2 separate regions of the Cricetulus griseus genome follow, and region 1 is linked to region 2. The links are chromatin contacts, called in public Hi-C maps. All regions are on one chromosome and are shown on one strand. The core of a region is the stretch at or near the end of the contact, and the rest is flanking DNA. Distances in the headings are between cores, read along the strand shown.

What was found. A called contact is a pair of places that touch in the nucleus more often than the background predicts.
Region 1: a Hi-C map of the CHO-K1 cell line shows a contact between it and region 2, with 4 times the contacts expected there. The contact joins the enhancer-like site here to the promoter of Irf2bp2 in region 2. A contact is called at or near these places in 7 of 8 Hi-C or Micro-C datasets (the CHK-Q cell line, the CHL-YN cell line, the CHO-K1 cell line and 3 more).

The regions. Positions count from the first base shown.
Region 1 is chr3:203,677,430-203,680,129 of CriGri-PICRH-1.0, reverse strand. No RefSeq gene overlaps it. Among named protein-coding and RNA genes, the nearest start is that of Tomm20, 100 kb to the left of the region's middle. Within about 2 kb of position 1,294, at least 6 of the 6 cell types and tissues checked have open chromatin away from gene starts, as enhancers often do. A contact at or near this core is called in the CHO-K1 cell line and fibroblasts, where this site is marked.
Region 2 is chr3:203,411,018-203,413,717 of CriGri-PICRH-1.0, reverse strand. It overlaps Irf2bp2 (interferon regulatory factor 2-binding protein 2), which reads left to right and starts at 1,292. Exons shown (of 2, transcript XM_027404792.2): 1 at 1,292-2,347. The coding sequence starts at 1,405.

The DNA.
Region 1 (2,700 bases), core at 45-2,544, 270 kb before region 2:
ATCATGTTTCCTATCTAATTTTGGAATAGATCCTCACTCTTCATTCTGTGTGTGTGTGTGTTTTTCCCACGACCTCATGCCTGTAGAGAACATTTGGGGCACTGGCTTACACAGTCTTCCTGTTCTGAGTCCTCTAATACCCTTGCTTTCCAGCTCAGAGGATGGAGGAGGGGCCAGCGGCACATCCAGGCCTGCTCTCTGCTTTTGCCCCCAACCCAACTTGGGACTTCACCAGGCCAAAGTCATGGGGTTGAGGTCTTGTCCATCTGTCTTTCTTTTTACCACTATTTTTTTTAATTGGCATTTTTTTTGTCTATGAAATAATGGATTTCATGATGACATTTCCATTCATATATTTGTATTTGTTTCCCCTACTATCCTCCCCTGTCCTCCCTCTCTTCACTGGTCCTCTCCCTCCCTTTAAATAAGGCTTCCTGCTTTCATGCCATGCATATATGTGAATATAGCTAAATCTAGTTTCATATGTGAGAGAAGATGCGTGATATTTTATCTTTCTCCCCCTTGCTATCTTTTACCCTGTTTTGTTCTTCCTCCCCCATCTCCTTCAGGTTCTCCTTCCCCATTTGGTCCCATGTCTACCTTCACATCATATATATTCTGCCTTCAAAGACTAATATAATATTCATATTCATATACACACACACACACACATATATTCCAACTTCAAAGCAGCTGCTTGCAGGAAAAAGGCACACAGTCATTTTACTCCTGAGACCAAGTAGCCTTGCTAAGATTCACCACCCAGGAAGTGGCCCACTCCAATACACACAGCGTGTCTCTTTTGAAGCAATCATGCATGTGTACTTGTGTGTGCATGTGCAAGCATGTATGCATATATGTATTTGTGTGCATGTGCATATGTGGATGCGTATGAGTGCACACAATTGTAATTTACGTGAAAACAAGAGCATTTCTGGTCTGGGCCTTGAGTGCTTGGCCAGCCTTGCAGTCTTACTCACACTAGTTCTGTACTGACATGAGGGTAGCTATTACTGTCTTTGATGAGCAGAGAACATGTCTTGGTGGAAGAAACAGGAGGAGCCAGGAAACCAGGCCGGGTGCCAAGCTGAGTGGCCACAGAGCAGGAGGGCACATGCTCTCCAAGATACTATTTCAGGACTGCCTGAGACCAGAGTGTGTTATTGCCACAGTGGAATGCTCCCTCAGAGGGGACGGCTAACCTGGCCAAGCAAGGCAGGAATGTACAGCCTGTGGTGGTGACCGCCTCCTCCCTCCAGCACATGTCCCGCTTCCTGCTCTGAGTCACTGAACTTTTTTGGTGTGTGTCTTTCTGACTTGCCTACCTCCCACTACAGCCTGCATTCTGCACTGCTCTGTTGTCAATGTAGGGAAATCTTCTGAACTTGGAGCTGTGTTGCAAAACTCTTGAGCTGTTTTTGGCATGTTTCTGTGCTGTAAGGAGGCTGGGAGGAGGGAAGGGACAAGGAATAGAAAGGAGAGAGAAAGGAGGGCAAGAGGAGAAAGGGAGAGAAACAGCTTGCTGACGTCAAAGAAGACCGCATACTACAGGGTAACATTACTGGTCCCTCCACCACCCACTCCTAATTTACTAGAAACCAAACAGCCTGTTTGGAAATGCATAGCCTTGCCTGCTGTCTACCACCCCCCTTTATTCTCCTTTGACCAAACGGGCCATCAATTGTTGGGAGTTTGAAAGCTACCTGGTTCCCTGATACAGAGGGAATTTCCACGAGTCATAATTCAGTCTCTGCTTGTGTAGGGCACTGTAGCTAAAGTAAATTGATCCAGCTGATGGAAAAGGGCCCCTGGGGACAGAGAGGTCGGCTCTGCAGCTGGGGCAGCTGCTCGGGTTGTCACATGACTGGCTGTGCTTGCTTAGGCTAGTCCCTAGAGCATCCTCCCCCATACCCTCCATGGTGCATCCTTTGCAATCTTTTTTTGCCTCTAGAAGGGCCATCTTGTAGCCCAGCTCTTTTCCTATGGTGAAGTGATTTTCTAGGAAGTTGGCAGCCCTTTCTCGACTTGAAATGTGAAATTAGTTCTGGAGAGATGGCTGGTAAAGTGCTGCTCTCACACGCATGAGAACCTGAGTTCAGTAACCCAGAACCTGCGTTTAAAACAGTAGGTGCGGTGACATGGGATTGTAATCCCAGTGCTGGGGAGGTGGAGGCAAGCAGATCCCTGGAGCTTGCTGTCCAGGCAAGGTTGACTCTGGCCTCCCCATACACTGGCATATATACATTCATGTAAAAAATCAGAACTCAGAGTATCCTGAGAGTGGCACCCCCCTGGGAGTCGTCTTTGCTGCCCTGGCAGGTTCTCTGGTGCATAGCTGAAGCCCTTCTCAGTTCTGGACATACAGGGCCTGTTCACAAACACAGTCTGGCAATAGTAACTTGTAACCTGGGGCTCCAGAAATAAGTTTTTTCCACCACCCAGATGGTAGAGTTCAAGCTGCTGCCTGGCCAGGGCTGCACAAGTTAATTTTTATCCCAGTAAAAAATAATAAACACCGCATTAACAACTACATGTTTATCAATTTGCAGTTCATTTCCAGCCAGACCATCTCCCTCCTGTGTGTTTTTACTGCTGGCTGATGATCCAGAGCACGTTTGGTGAAACCATATGTGGCTATTTAGGCCTTGGCCTCAGTCGCATTTATGTGATGTTTTCCACCTTAATTGCATAATGCCATTT
Region 2 (2,700 bases), core at 43-2,542:
CACTCCAAGTTCGGCCGGGGTGGAGGTAGTGGGGCAGGGCCTGCGAGCCAGAGTTCGGGGGCGGGACCTGCGCCGTGACGCGGCGGGCTGCAGAGCCCACATCCCTGGAATGTGCACTAGCTCGGCTCGGCCTCAGAGCCCGCGGCGCTGTGCACGTCTATGTGGAGCCTGCGCAGTGGCGGCGTCCCTTGCCCACGTCACGCGCTTGCCGCGCGGACCTACATAAGACGCTGGGGCGGCGGCGCCGAGGGCCCTGATGAGCCTGGGTTATGCATCCTCTTTTTAGTGCACGCGCAAAGGAGGCCGGGCCTGCCAGAGTGCACCAGGCCGTCTGGAGTTTGTAAAACTTAAAGGGACAGCGACTGTGTTGCTTCCTCGACCAAAGCAGGGCTAAGCGTGTTGACTGCGCGCGCGCACGCTCATCTTAGGCCAAGTGAGACTCTTAACAGAAAAGTCTAATAAAGTGCACCTTACTATGCTCGAAATCCCCTGCTCAGGAGGCTGCCAGTAACCAAGCAGTGACAAAGTGACATTGCGTGTAAAATAAAACAGTTTGCACAATTTAATCAAAAGGACACGGCCGTGGGGTGGAGCATCCTAGCGGGGTAGGCGGGGGGTGGGGGTGGGGGACACAGACGACCCCAAGGGCTGAGAGCTGCACACCTGCAGCATCAGGGCCGCGCGAACTCGTGCGGTATTCCAGCCCCTGCGCGCACGCGATCGAGAAAGGGAAGAATCCAGGACGGCGCGCGCGAGAGCGCGGAGGGAGGGCGGGCACACGAGGCCGCGCGCGCCAGGGAGGGAGGGGGCCGCGCAGGCGCCGTGCAGAGCTGTCGAAGAATCAAGTCTGTAGAAGTGGAGCGGCCGCGGCGGTAGCAGCAGCGACAGCAGCGGCGCAGGAGCTGAGCTGCACTGGGTGCTGTGCAGCGGCTGCGCCGGGGCCTAGGACCGAGCTGCACGCCTTAGCGTGCGGCATGCCCCGCCGCTCGGGCTGAGCTGCCCCGGCGGCTGCCCCGCGTCCCCCGTCCCCGCGCGGCTCTGCGCGCCCGGCGCCGCCGCGACCTGCTGCGCTCGCGGCCCGTCTTCGCCCCGGTCTGGAGGCCCGAGCCCGCGCCCCGGCCGAGCCGCCGCCCCCGCGCACGCCGCGCCGCCCCGCCGCCCGTGGGGACCTGCAGCCGCGCCCCGCCGCGCGCCCGCCGCCCCCTCGTGCCCCGGGGGCGCCGCGCGGGCGCCGCGCCGGCCCGGGCTCTGCCGCCGCCGCCGCCTCCTCGCTTGCGGCCGCCGCCGCCGCTAGTCGCGCAGACGCGGGCTTGGGCCGGCCGGCGCGCGCGCGCGGGGACCGCGGGGGGCGGCGGCGTCCCCTCCTCGCCCGGTTCCTCCTGTGGCGCGGCAGGCTGTGCGGACATGGCCGCGGCGGTGGCGGTGGCGGCCGCGTCTCGGCGCCAGTCGTGCTATCTGTGTGACCTGCCCCGCATGCCCTGGGCCATGATCTGGGACTTCACGGAGCCCGTGTGCCGCGGCTGCGTCAACTACGAGGGCGCCGACCGCGTGGAGTTCGTCATCGAGACGGCGCGCCAGCTGAAGCGTGCTCACGGCTGCTTCTCCGAGGGCCGCTCCCCGACCGGCGCTCAACCCTCGACCGCCAAGCCACCGCCACTGTCGGCCAAGGACCTATTGCTGCAGCCGCCGCCGCAGCTGGGCCACGCGGGCGCCGAGGCCGCACGCGCTCAGGCCATGGAGCGCTACCCGCTGGCGCCGGATCGGGCCCCGCGCCTGTCCTCTGACTTTGGCACTCGTGCCGGTGCGGGCCTCCCGCAGTCGGCCGCACCGCAGCCCGCGCCGGCGAACGGCATCCTGGTGCCCAACGGCTTCTCCAAGCTGGAGGAGCCGCCCGAGCTGAATCGCCAGAGCCCGAACCCTCGGCGCGCACACGCCGTGCCGCCCACCCTGGTGCCTCTGGTGAACGGCTCCGCCGCACTGGGGCTAAGCGGCCGTGCTGCGGCCACACTGGCCGCGGTGAGTGGAACACCGGGCCTGGGCTCCCAGCCCGCCGAGCTGGGCACCCACAAACGGCCGGCGTCGGTGTCCGGCGCGGCAGAGCACGAGGCTCGTGAGCCGAACAAGGAGAAGGCACAGCCCGCGCACCGGAGCCCAGCCGACAGCTTATCCGGCGCGTCTGGGGCGAGCGAGCTGGGCGCCGACGGTGCAGGCAAGGGTCGAGCGCCCGGGGAGCAGGACTGGTCCAGCAGGCCTAAGACGGTGCGCGACACGCTACTGGCGCTGCACCAGCACGGCCACTCGGGGCCCTTCGAGAGCAAGTTCAAGAAGGAGCCGGCCCTGACTGCAGGCAGGTTGTTGGGTTTCGAGGCCAACGGGGCCAACGGGTCTAAAGCAGGTAGGGGCGGCTGTGGGGCGAGGGGAGAAGGGATCGAGGGCGTGGACGTTAGAGACAGACAGCGTGCACTCGTGTATGCTGGGGAAGCCACTCTAACATGCACGGTTTTTACTTAGCCCAGAAACAACAAACAGCCAACTTCCTGGTCGGCCTAAGGCTGAAACAGCGCTTAGGAGCAACGTGGTTCCTTTGCTGAACCAGCACAACAGGGATGAGTCAGAGCGGGCTGATAGGCAGCAACACGACGTTTTCCTTTCCCAGCACATTCTTGGATGGGAGCATGAGGGCAGCACTCACCCTTTAAC